Linked DNA regions of Macaca mulatta: region 2 is linked to region 1. Evidence: chromatin contacts called from public Hi-C data. All regions are on one chromosome and are shown on one strand. Each heading gives the region's core, a stretch centred on a gene start, on an enhancer-like site or on the middle of the called end of the contact. The rest is flanking DNA. Distances are from core to core; before and after follow the strand shown. Region 1 holds the start of BAZ1A (bromodomain adjacent to zinc finger domain 1A). Region 2 holds the start of FAM177A1 (family with sequence similarity 177 member A1).

Region 1 (6,682 bases), core at 2,848-5,347:
AGAGCAGCCTGACCAACATGGGGAAACCCCGTCTCTACTTAAAATACAAAAATTAGCTGGGTGTGGTGGGAGGCGCCTGTAATCCCAGCTACTCAGGAGGCTGAGTCAGGAGAATCACTTGAACGCAGTAGGCGGAGGTTGTGTGAGCTGAGATTGTGCCACTGCACCCCAGCCCGGGTGATAGAGCAAGAGTCTGTCTCAAAAATAAAAAATAAAACTTAAATTCCAGTCTTTTTTTTTTTCTTTCTTTTTTAATGGAGTTTTGCTCTTGTTGCTCAGGCTGGAGTGCAATGGCGTGATGTTGGCTCACTGCAACTTCTGCCTCCCGGGTTCAAGTGATTCTCCTACTTCAGCCTCCCAAGTAGCTGGGATTACAGGTGTGTGCCACCACGCCCAGCTAATTTTGTATTTTTAGTAGAGACGAGGTTTCACCATGTTGGTCAAGCTTGTCTTGAACTCCTGACCTCAAGTGATCCACCTGCCTCAGCCTCCCAAAGTGCTGGCATTACAGGTGTGAGCCACTTGGCCTGGCCCATAGTCTTATTTTGTCTTTACTTCTAAGGCAGTATGTGTCTCCAAATTGATATTTTAATCAAACTATGTCTTGATAGTATTATATTAATATATGTCCTGCCTAACTAGAATATTCACATTTTACATGTCTTCATGCTGAAGGATGACTAATGGAGATTGATAGGGTTGTCTCTTGAGACCGGTGAGGATATGTTGGAGCATGAGTTCTCTGTTGCCCTTCAAATCATGCCCTGTGGATGACTTCATTTAGGACTGATCCTAGGGTCTTCCTTCTACATTTTATTCTAATCTTTTCTACTTCTCTTTTTGCATTATATTATTCATGATCATCAGGATTCACATAATTCTTGTATTGGTTGTATTTGCATTGTCTCTTTCCTATAAGATTATACATTTTTTGAAGCCAGGATACATTTATTTACATTGTATCCCTTACATGAGCTAGTACAGTGTCTTGGCACACAAAAGGAGCTTGACAAATGTTTCATTAAACTGTTAAAAATTAAATAATTTTAATATCATTGCTTTCTCTTTTTTTGTGCCACTTTAGCTTTCAGTTTCCTTGACAATATTTCCAAAAAAATTTTTTACACCAAGTCCTATGTTATGACAGGATTCTTTAACTACTTTCTGAATACAGCAATGAGCTTTTTATTCTCAAAAGCCAGGAAGTAGTAATTAGCAAAGCAGGGAAGAAATTATGATGCCAAAATGCAGAAGTAGGTCATAAATTAGGTAAACTTTTAGTTGTGAAGGCGTAGAATACTTTAAATGTTATTTCATGAGGTAGTTTAGGTAGTCTATTAATTTGATTATTATAAACACATTAAAACTAAACTTTTGAACATGTTAATTATAATTTTCTAAACTTACATTGTTCTGAAATAACAATGAACAACCGTATTTCATTAAATGTCACAAATCATTAAAATAAACCCTATGTATATAATTCAGAGAAATGAGTTATGACAGTATTGAAATTTGAGTATGATTGTGAGAAAACTGAGTATGATAGCTTTTGATGGAATAAAATTTTAAGCTAGTATAAGAAAAAATCCAACTTAAATATTTGTATTTAATAATAAAATAACGACTTTAGATCATGATTTGAATGACTTATTGAACAGTAAGATCTAGTAAATATAAATACTGAAGTATTCAGAAAGAATTTCGTCTTTATTTAGCTTAACTGTTAAGTTGGGATTTTGAGTTGTGGGGTGATGCTTCAATATAGGTTGAAAATTATCCATTCTCCCAGTCCCCCTTTTGAGTTTACCTTTGTGGGCTCTAAATTTTTCACCTGATAGATCAATAAAAATACTTCCCTTTTTTTTTTTTGAGCCGGAGTCTCTGTCTCCCAGGCGGGAGTGCAGTGGCGCCATCTCAGATAACTGCAACCTCCGCCTCCCGGGTTCAAGCGATTCTCCTGCCTCAGCCTCCCGAGCAGCTGGGATTACAGGCACCCACTGCCATGCCCAGCTAATTTTTGTACTTTTAGTAGAGACAGGGTTTCACCACGTTGGCCAGCATGGTCTCGACCTCCTAACCTCATGATCTGCCCGCCTCGGCCTCCCAAAGTGTTGGGATTACAGGCATGAGCCAGCGCGCCCGGCCTAATAAATACTTTCTAGGCAGGGAATTCTAACTTGTCACTCAGTATACTAGTTGGAGACAGGTTTAAAACCCCAAATCTTGGCCGGGCACCGTGGCTCACGCCTGTAATCTCAGCACTTTGGGAGGCCGAGGCGGGCGGATCACCTGAGATCAGGAGGTTGAGAACACCCTGGCCAACGTGGCGAAACCCCGTTTCTATTAAAAATACAAAAATTAGCTGGGCGTGGTGGTGTGCGCCTGTAATCCCAGCTACTCCGGAGGCTGAGGAAGGAGGATCGCTTGAACTCAGGAGGCAGAGGTTGCAGTGAGACGAGATCTCGCCATCGCACTCCAGCCTGGGGCACAGAGTGAGACTGTCTCCAAAAATAGAAAAGAAAAGAAAAATAATCAAATCTGTAAACTCTTATTTGAAGAGTTTATCGATACTAAAGTATATATTTACTACTTACTGAGAGCATTTCTAACTTCTGTGACTTCTGTATAGTAAGGTGCATTAATAGTATTAATGAATTTTAAAACACCCAAAGAATAACGCCTTTCACAAATGTTTATTTTGTTAGGTGTATGAACAATTAAAACCAGCCTGAAAGATAAAAAAGTAACTCTTGATTTAGATTTCTTCCATTTTCTGCTCCAAAGTACAAATGAACTTAAATTTGAAGTTATAAAACGGATCCCACATTGTTTCTGTAATTATCATTCCGCAGTATTGGTAATAGGAATAACGTCTTTGTCAAATAACGGTTCTTAAAACTAACTTTGTCGAATAACCGTTTTTTTTTTTTTTTTTTTTTTTTTTTTTTTTTTTTTTTTTTTTTTTTTTTGAGACGGAGTCTCACTCTGTCGCCCAGGCTGGAGTGCAGTGGCCGGATCTCAGCTCACTGCAAGCTCCGCCTCCCGGGTTTACGTCATTCTCCTGCCTCAGCCTCCCGAGTAGCTGGGACTACAGGCGCCCGCCACCTCGCCCGGCTAGTTTTTTGTATTTTTTAGTAGAGACGGGGTTTCACCGGATTAGCCAGGATGGTCTCGATCTCCTGACCTTGTGATCCGCCCGTCTCGGCCTCCCAAAGTGCTGGGATTACAGGCTTGAGCCACCGCGCCCGGCCTGAATAACCGTTTTTAAAACTAACTTTTAGCTTCATTCTTTCATATTAATTTCAAATAAGCAAATGTTAAGGACAGTATCAAAAAAGACTTTAAAACACATCCAGTGAACGTTCTGAGTCACTTCTAGTTTCGAAAATTGTATTGAATTCCAAGGTCACATGTATTATGTACATTAAAATTGTTTCCCTAAATAAAAATTACTGATATGGGAAAGTTGCTTTAGGGGAATTTTCGCTAGTAAATCCATAATCCTTAAAATTCTAATTGAATTAAACATTGATACTTTGCAAATATTTACAGCATTGTAAATATTACTTTTTAAAGGTGTGTTAGTTTCAAGAATGTTGGGGTCCTACAAGCATGATGACACTTTGTAACACATTTTTTTTTTGGTCTTTTCCTCTGCTCTCTAAACCTTTTAATTGCCATAAGTATTAAATAGAACTGATGTCAAGGTATCTTCTAGTTCAAGACAGATGTTTACTAAACATGCAAAGTATTTTTAGAGATACGGATTCTAATTTGGAAGAAGAAAAATAGCAACAAATTTTCTTATTCATTTCTTTTCTCATTTTTAAAATACAAGTTAAATCGTAATTGGAATCCCTTTTCCCATCGTGTAGTCAAGCGTCGGTGGCAGACTTCAAGGATATACTTTGTTAGCCATGTGTTTATGAACCGCCAGCGCTTTCCCTAGATCTTTTGGCTGATAATCTCAAACATGGAGGATGCTTCTGAATCTTCACGAGGGGTTGCTCCATTAATTAATAATGTAGCTCTCCCAGGCTCTCCGCTGTCTCTTCCTGTATCAGTGACAGGCTGTAAAAGTCATCGAGTAGCCAATAAAAAGGTAGAAGCGAGGAGTGAAAAGCTCCTCCCAACAGCTCTTCCTCCTTCAGAGCCGAAAGTAGATCAGAAACTTCCCAGGAGCTCCGAGAGGCGGGGAAGTGGCGGTGGGACGCAATTCCCCGCGCGGAGTCGGGCAGTGGCAGCGGGAGAAGTGGCGGCCAGGGGCGCGGCGGGGCCGGAGAGAGGCGGTCCCCTGAGAGGACGGGGTCTCCCCTCGTTGCCTTTGTAGTGGAGAAGGTGGACAAGTGGCAGTCGGCGTGCTCGCAGGTGAGGGTCGCTCGGGAGCCGGCCGGGAAGTGGAGGCAAGCCGGGAACAAAGCGGAGCGGCGCTGGGGTCCGCCCGCGGCGAGCGCCCTGGCCGGCCGGCCGGCTGCGCGCCGAGCACGTTGTGAGCCTGGCGGCGGCGGCGGCGGCGGCGGCGGCGGGCGGGGAGCCGGCGCTGGGGGAGGGGGCCGCCGCCGCCGCTCCCGCACTGCCCCCCGCGGCGGGGCGTCCTGCCCCATTGTGAGCCAGCGGCTGGGCGAGGAGGCAGGACGCGCTCGGGGGAAAGGGGCGGCGGCGGCTCCGCTCGCTCGACGCCCGGGCAGCGGCAGGAACGAACTCGGCTCCGGTAGCGGCCGCGGCCCGTCAGTCACACAAAAGGCAGCCGAGCTTCTCCCGGCGCGCGGACCGGCCCACGCTGCCGCCGAGCGCTCCCCACCTTACCGGCTTTCCTTTCCCTCCAATTTTGATAGGGAAGCGGGGCCGGCGCGGGCGGCCGAGGGTCCGGGCGAGCCCGCGGGCGGACGGGAGATGCCGCTGCTACACCGAAAGCCGTTTGTGAGACAGAAGCCGCCCGCGGACCTACGGCCCGACGAGGAAGTTTTCTACTGTAAAGTCACCAACGAGATCTTCCGCCACTACGAGTAAGAGCTGGGCAGGGTGCGGGGCCGCGGGGGGTGTGGGGACTCCCTCCCCAGCGCCCTTTTGTCTCTCTCCTTTTCCTCGCCCTGGGCTTCTGGCGGGGTGACTTGAAAGTGACGGGTGGCCCCGGGCCCGCGGTTCTCTGCCTCCTAGCCTCCACTTGGAGAACGCGCGGGGCCAACTGGCGGCGGCGCGCGTGGGGAACGCGGGTTGGTCGTGGCGGAGGAGGCTGGGGTCCCCGGCCGGCCTCGGGAACCGCTCTTAGCCTCTGCTGTCGCCCTCCCGCCCTCCTGGCCGCGGGGCGGCGGAAACTCCCCGCCTCGCCCCTCCCCGCCGCGGCCACACGCGCACTCCGGGGCCAGTTCCGGGATCCCCTCCCGGCGGCCGAGGGGATCCCCGCTAGGGTCAGCGACGTGGGGCCGCAGTCCATGGGTCGGGGGAGGGAATTCCTGCCCCGGTGGGCAGGAAACGGCTGGGCTGGGCTTCGTTTTCTCAGTCGGGAGTGGGGTCTGACGTTGGAGCTGCCTGGGGTAGGGGAGAGGAGCGGAGTTGAGACTCGTTCTAGAAGGGAAGGAGGGAGCGTCCCTGCGGGCCAGGGGTGGAGGACGCGGGACGCGAGAGCCTCCGCAGGCGGCCTCCCGTCCGGCGCTGCTAGGCCTCGGAGTGCGACGGGAGCCGCGCTCTCTGTCACCGCCTCTTCTTGGTGACTAACTCTCGTCTCCGGGGAACTCAGCGTCTCCGCCCCCGGGAGATCAGTGAGGAAGAAGTCGCGGCTGGGCAAGGGGAAGAGGAAGGGGGAAGAAGCAGGGCCTTAGGCGCCCCTCGTTTTCACTTTCGCGTAGCCGGGAGCGCGGTGGAGGGTGTTGGGGGAGGGGGTTAAGACAAGTTCAACTCCAGACTCAGCCAGGCGCCGCTTTATCCCCCTGCGCATGTGGGCTGCCTGACATGTGCCACTCGCTATTGTTTTGATAAGAACGCGGAGCTGCTGCTGGTGTAGTTTCAGCTCCTACATTTTCAGCCCGTCGCTTAATTTATCCCGAGAGATCTGGTCCTGTGACACGGAGCAAGATGGTGTGTTTTAGCGTCTTGTGTTTAAACAGGATCTCTAAGTGAGAACCTGACTTGATCAATCACTCCAAGAGGGTGATCCTCTCTTTTTCTTATGCTTTATTCTCTCCCCTGAAAAGGAATCCCTTTGTGACTTGGAAACCAAGTGTAATAGCAACCAAGTAACGTTGCGTGTAAGGCACCTTTTCTGAGTGGGGGCTTGACCGAGGGAGGGTTTTGGACAAACTGCACCTAAGAAATCAATAGTGAGGTTAGAAAAGTTCCTTTGAGCATTTATTTTAAGTAAACGTTTTTCTTTAGTTCCACCGAAAGGGTTTCACATTAAACATGTTATATCTAGAGAAGTAAATAGAGTGCTTTTCATCAGACAGTACTTTTAAGTAGGAGTGTACGTCTTGCTCTGCTCCTGTAGAGACTTGTTTTGTTACTCAAATAGAGTTCTCATAACTAGTTAAGTGAACTTGGATTAGGTAATTGGATAAGGATTTTTTTTAAGGATTTTAAAGCTATAGGCCTTGCTAACAATTATGATTAAAAAGAAAATTGAGAGTACCAACAAAATAGTAAATAGGCTTAAATTTCAAATTGTTTTCTCCTTCCATATAAG
Region 2 (6,682 bases), core at 2,683-5,182, 160 kb before region 1:
AGTGGCATGATCTTGGCTCAGTGCAACCTCTACCTCCTGGGTTTCAGTGATTCTCCTGCCTCAGCCTCCCAAGTAGCTGGGTCTACAGGTGTGAGCCACAATGCCCAGCTAATTTTTGTATAGTAGAAATGGGGGTTTCATCATGTTAGCCAGGCTAGTCTCCAACTCCTGACCTCAAGTGATCCACTCACCTCAGCCTTCCAAAGTGCTGGGATTATAGGCGTGAGCCACCCCACCCAGCCCAGGATCTGGTTTTAATGGCAATTTTTTTTTTATATACTCCCACAGCACCCAGACTTCTTTAAAACACATACTAGACTTGGAATTTATTCTTTGTCATCTTCCCCAAGTAGGCTATTAGCAACATGGGGGGTAGGTACTGCTATATCTTTCAGCCTAGAGTTCCTGGCACATTAACAGGAACTTGGTAACAGAGGTGCTTGGTAACAGAGGTGCCAAATAAATCAATCACTGAGTGGTACTGAAATTTTAACTCTTTTAAAAACACTGAGGCTGAGATTCTGATTAAAAGTCTATTCAGAGAAGCTGCTGGATAGAATGTCACAACAGAAGGCCAGGCGCGGTGGCTCATGTCTGTAATCCCAGCACTTTGGGAGGCCGAGGCGGCAGGTGAATCCGAGGTCAGGAGTTCAAGACCAGCCTGACCAAGATGGTGAAACCCCCACCTCCACTAAAAATACAAAAATTAGCCGGACGTGGTGGCATGCGACTGTAATCCCAGCTACTCAGGAGGCTGAGGCAGGAGAATTGCATGAACCCGGGAGGCGGAGGTCTCAGTGAGTCGAGATCACGCCACTGCACTCCAGCCTGGGCCACAGAGTGAGACTCCGTCTTAAAAACAAAAAAACAAAAACATAAAAAGAATGTCACAACAGGTACTGGATGGCTTGTTTGGAGGCCTAATTCTAGATCCTGTCTCCTATCTCTTACTCCCTTTCCCTACATTGCACTAGGGATTTCTCAGTTCTGCCAAACTTGGGAAGACAGCGGCTTCTCCCTCCCCTGAGATGTCCACTTCACTGGCTTCTTCCCTCTTACTGTGCTCAACCCCCTGGGCATAGAACTGGAGTTCCCAAAGATGATTCTGATTCAGGAATGTGAATCCAAAAGCACAAAGGGCAAATGAGAAAACGGAACTCATTGGTGTTTAATGAGAAATAAGAGATATGTAATATTTAATAATATATATAAGAAATATATAATATTGAATGATAAAATTCCAGAGAGACTACACCAAAACTTAATAATTACCTTTGGGGAATGACAACATGAAGAAAGGGTGGTGGTGGGGTATTCTTGTGCATTTTTATCTTTTGTTCTACAGCCTTCTTTACTGTTTAAGTAGTTATTTGTTAACCAAGAATGTGAAAACAACATAATATCACTAACCCAAATCCAAGAGCCTCTCACTTCAAACAACACTTAGCTGGTACGTAAGTACACGTGTGTTTACTTTGCTATTAGATCCAGGGTGGAGGTAGTGATTTAAAAAAAAACAATTCTAGTAACAACAGGAAAAATCAAACTGAAAAACATACGAAGCGTCGTGGACTCAAAGGTTAAGTGTAAGTGTACTCGCCAACAACAGGTCTCAACTCAACTGAAAATGACGTGGCTTCCTTATCAATTCATGTTTTCCCCTGAATCCCTTCTTAAGTAGGAGGGAAGAAACAAATTCCATGTAGAGTCTTGTGGGAAAGTTGTGTTTTTTGTTTTGGGTTTTTTTTTTTTTTTAGTTTTTTATTTAAGAGATGGGTTCTTGCTCTGTTGCCCAGGCTGGATAAGCTTTTGTTAATGCAAACGACATCTTATACTAGAAGAGACACACAGAGATATACTCACAGTTTGGGGGAAATGTCTTACTAACATTCAGGTACTTAGTCTCAAAAACGAAGCTACTGAAAAAACTTCATACTCATGGAGGATGGGAAGAGTTACATACATGAGCAACTCAAGGTTTTGTTTTGTTTTTTTTTTTTTGAGACGGAGTCTTAGCTCTGTTTCCAGGCTGGAGTGCAGTGGCGGGATCTCGCCTCACTGCAACCTCCACCTCCAGGGTTCAAGCGATTCTCCTGCCTCAGCCTCCCGAGTAGCTGGGACTACAGGCAAGCCCCATCACGCCAGGCTAATTTTTGTATTTTTAGTACAGGCAGGGTTTCACCATGTTGGCCAGACTGGTCTCAAACTGACCTCAGGTGATCCACCTGCCTCAGCCTCCCAAAGTGTCTTTTTGTCTAATACTGAAAAGTTGAAGACTTAACTCTCTAAACCAGCGCTAGCCACATGTGGCTAATGTGCACTTGAAATGTGGTCAGCCAGAACTGCGATACGTGTAAAATGTACCCAGGATTTAAAAGACTTAGAAAACCCTCCAAAACAGAATGCAAATACTTCATTAGTAACTTTTTTTTTTTTTTTTTTTTTTTTTTGAGACGGAGTCTCGCTCTGTCGCCCAGGCTAGAGTACAGTGCCCAGATCTCAGCTCACTGCAAGCTCTGCCTCCCGGGTTTACGCCATTCTCCTGCCTCAGCCTCCCGAGTAGCTGGGACTACAGGCACCCGCCACCTCTCCTGGCTAGTGTTTTGTATTTTTTAGTAGAGACGGGGTTTCACCGTGTTAGCCAGGATGGTCTCGATCTCCTGACCTCGTGATCCACCCATCTCGGCCTCCCAAAGTGCTGGGATTACAGGCTTGAGCCACCGCGCGCGGCCCATTAGTAACTTTCATAGGGGCCAGGCGCCGTGGCTCACGCCTGTAATCCCAGCACTTTGGGAGTCCGAGGCGGGCGGATCACAAGGTCAGGAGATCGAGACCATCCTGGCTAACACGGTGAAACCACGTCTCTACTAAAAATACAAAAAAGTTAGCCGGGCGAGGTGGCGGGCGCCTGTAGTCCCAGCTGCTCCGGAGGCTGAGGCAGAAGAATGGCGTAAACCTGGGAGGCTGAGCTTGCAATGAGCCGAGATCGCGCCACTGCACTTCAGCCCGGGAGAGTGTGAGACTCCGTCTCAAAAAATAAATAAATAAATAAATAACTTTCATAGTAATTATAGCTTGAAATTTTTGATAAATTAGATTAAGATATGCTATTAAAATTATTATCATCGGTTTCACTTTTTTTAAAACGTGGCTACTGGAAAATTTGAAATCACAATTTTCAACGCAGCTTGCATTCTATTTCTGTTGGACAGCGCAGCACGGAGCCTCAGTTGCCTCGGGGGTGAAATGGGGATAACACCCACCTCGAGCGGTTACTGTAAGAATTCAGTGAATTAAGGCCGGTAAACGTTTGGCATATGCCAAGCAAAGGGCAGATGCCAAGGCAGGCGCTCGCACTAGAAGAGACTGAGAAGTGGTTGAAGCCGCCCTCACCTGGCTTCCAGCTACTGCAAGGACGGCCTTTGGGGGACACGCCTTCCTTCTTCCTCAGGTAGACCAGAAGCTGGACTATCACCCCCGGAACCCAAGGCCGCCCCAGAGTCTGCTGTGCTGCCAGCCAAGTGGTTGGTGAGTGAGTGGGAGGCCGCTCCTTCCCACAAGCTGGTCTCACTGAGCAGAAACAGGGGTGCAGGGAGGAGGAACTCCAAAACGGGGGCGGCCTGCTCGGAGGACGGCCGGGCAGGCCAAAAGAGCGGCCCGCGGAGAAGGCAAGGAGGCAGCTCGGCTCCCTGGACGCCAGCGTCGGCGGCCCCACCTACCTGCCCCGCAGATTCCCCAAAAGCCGCGGCGGCCGCAACTCCCGAAGGTGCGACGGCTTCTCGTTCCACACGGCCCACTGGCTCCTGGTCCATCGTCGTTGCCACCACAGGGCTGCTGGCGCTGGCGAGAAAGAGGGTAATGGCCGATAAGCCCACTTCCATCCTCGGCCTCCCCGCCCAGTCGCTGGCCGAGCCCGGCTGTCGGGAACTGGGACTCACCGCAGCGCCCGCCTCGCGCCGCGCCCAGCCAAGTCTCTGGGAAAGGTACTAGCGGGCCTTGAGGGGTGGGGCCGGCCTGAGGGGCGTGGCCGGCCCGCGCCTCGCCTAGCCTGCCCGGCCTCGCACCCCGAGACCTGGCCGACTGCAGTCTGGGAGGCGCAACTACCGGCTCGCGCGGGGCGGGGCGGGGCTTTGCGAGGCGTCGCTTCCGGCCAAGCACGCATCCGGAGCTCGTGGATCCCCGCCTGGCACCGCCTGTGACGTCATTCCTGGTACGTGTACCTGAAGCCTGGCGTCTGGACCTCGGCGCAGCCCCCCACCAGCTGCGTCCGGGGCAGTCACCCCGGCAGGACCTCGGTTTCTTTATTTGTAAAATGAGGACAGCTGTGTCGTACTTCAAAAGCTAGTGATCGGATGTGGTTGCTGAAAATGTAAAATGTACGGCTTGTGCTGCACTTTCCATTCCTAACGTGGGTGACAGTCCAGCCAAAATACCCTCAAAGAAGAGCCCCAGGCGTGATTTTTGCTTATTCTTGTCTGAAATACTTAAGTATAACTGTAGAAAATGTTAAGTGAAAAGACCTGAAGGAGAGCAAAGGGCAGTAGTAAGCTTCCATCTTGACAAACGTAAGGAGTGTTATCTGTGTCTTAAAGTCGTGTGCATCCCAGATTTTTTCCGTCTTTCTCAATGTTCAACCAAAGTAAAAAATCATGCAATTACTGCATGACTTCAACATCAAACAAGTCTGAGGTTCTGCAGGTACGTGGTTTATTGTTGTTTTAGCATGACCATTTTCACAAATACGTGGGGGTCAAAACCAAAACATATATTATTTTGGCTATGGGAGCCTTCATTTGATACTTTAAATTCCATTTTCATACCAGTCTTAATTCAGAAATGCTCCCTAGTTATATGACCTCATAAATGTTTTTCATCATAGCAACAGCAGGCCCAAATATTAAATATTGCTCTCTCTTCTGTGCCAAAGTTCGTCTCCTTATCCTCTGCCTAATGTTCTTGTACACTTCCTATCCTTTGTATAACTAGAACCTAAAAACAAAAACAAAAATTTTTAAAACAATCATTTGAAAACCATCTACACTTTAAAAACTAGTTGGAAATGCATAATGCTCTGTATCCTGGTAACAAAATCAAGTTAGGTTGCTGCTGAAGTAAACAAGTTAGTGCATGATCTGACTGTATGGTGTCATTAGCAGGGAGTTGAGACAATCCAAAACAGCAAAACCAAATTCGGCCATAAATTGAAAACAAAAAGAACCAATTGTTAAGACTTCATGAATTGGCATTCATAAACAACACAATTCTGCATTATATGTATTCAAAATCTCTTCCTTCTTACTGGCAAGCAGGGCAGTCAACCATCTTTACTACTAAAAATTTGGGGAATATTTATAAATGCATGATTTTATTTTCCAAAATGGCAATTAAATATCAAATTACAATTTTCTTTTTCTTTTTTTTTGAAACGGAGTCTCGTCCACACTGGAGTGCAATGGCGCAATCTTGGCGCACCGCAACATCCGCTTCCCGGGTTCAAGCAATTCTCCTGCCTCAGCCTCCCGAGTAGCTGGGATTACAGGTGTGCACTACCACGCCTGGCTAATTTTTGTATTGTTAGTAGACCCGGGGTTTCACCATGTTGGCCAGGCTAGTCTCGAACTTCCGACCTCACATGATCCACCCACCTCAGCCTCCCAAAGTGCTGGGATTACAGGCGTGAGCCACCATGCCCGGCCTCAAATTACAATTTTCATTGCCGAAGCAGAATATATTTTCACAGTTTACAAATGTATTTCTTCGTTTACTGAAAATTCAAAGTACAACTTATATTCTAACATGAACTGGAAGTATTTCCTAAAAAGTTATTTTTAACACAAATATGCAATTGAAGAGCAGTTTATTACAAATCAACAACTCAAAGTAACATAAAAGCATAGAAATTCTAATAGTTTTATTTTGGGCATTTATATTTTTGTCATTATTTCCAAACTGTTATAGCTCAACTAAAAGTAGGCACCAAGGCAATGTGCCAAGTTTTTCCTTCTTTCACTTTGTAACATAAATTGTATTGTAGCACTATGACAAAAATAAATTCAAGTATTATAATTTATCTACTTGAAAACATAATGTGGTCTAAATTTATCATTTAATGATACATATAGAGGTAAAAAGGTAAATTTGGATTGAACCATTTCTGCTTAAGGCTGGGAAAATAAATCTGAATAAAATTTGATAACCAGGAATGTTCATCAAATAATCAAGACATTCTTAGGGTTTTAACATAGCCACATATATATATTTTGATAGAGAATATTTTGTAAGTTATCCGTCAAACAGGACAATATATTTTCATCAAAAATAATGCACAAGAAAAAAAGGTGATAAAAATAAAAATGCATTTTAGGTTGAGTCTAAGCATAAAGAAAAAGGTTTTTTTTTTTTGAGACAGGACCTTACTGTATCACCCAGGCTGGAGTGCAGTGGCACAATTACGGCTCACTGCAGACTCAGATGATCCTCCCACCTCAGCCTCCTGAGTAGCTGACCTGCACCATCACAGCTGGCTAATTTTTGTATTTTTTGTAGAGGTGAGGTTTCGCCATGTAGCCCAGGCTAAAGAAGTTATTAAAATCATGGTAGTGATTTCACTTATGGAGCACAATATGCCAGGTACTTTGCTTTCCTTGTATTAACTCTTATTCCTCACAACAATTCTGAGACA

The links. Hi-C and Micro-C count contacts between places; a contact is called where the count stands out from the background.
Region 2: a Hi-C map of liver shows a contact between it and region 1, with 2.4 times the contacts expected there. The contact joins the promoter of FAM177A1 here to the promoter of BAZ1A in region 1. A contact is called at or near these places in 2 of 14 Hi-C or Micro-C datasets (fetal cortex germinal zone and liver).

What each region holds. Positions count from the first base shown.
Region 1 is chr7:107,997,864-108,004,545 of T2T-MMU8v2.0, reverse strand. BAZ1A (bromodomain adjacent to zinc finger domain 1A) reads left to right here and starts at 4,097. Exons shown (of 26, transcript XR_013396176.1): 1 at 4,097-4,371; 2 at 4,839-5,009.
Region 2 is chr7:108,161,658-108,168,339 of T2T-MMU8v2.0, reverse strand. It overlaps FAM177A1 (family with sequence similarity 177 member A1), which reads right to left and starts at 3,932. Exons shown (of 5, transcript NM_001266493.1): 1 at 3,720-3,932. The coding sequence starts at 3,881.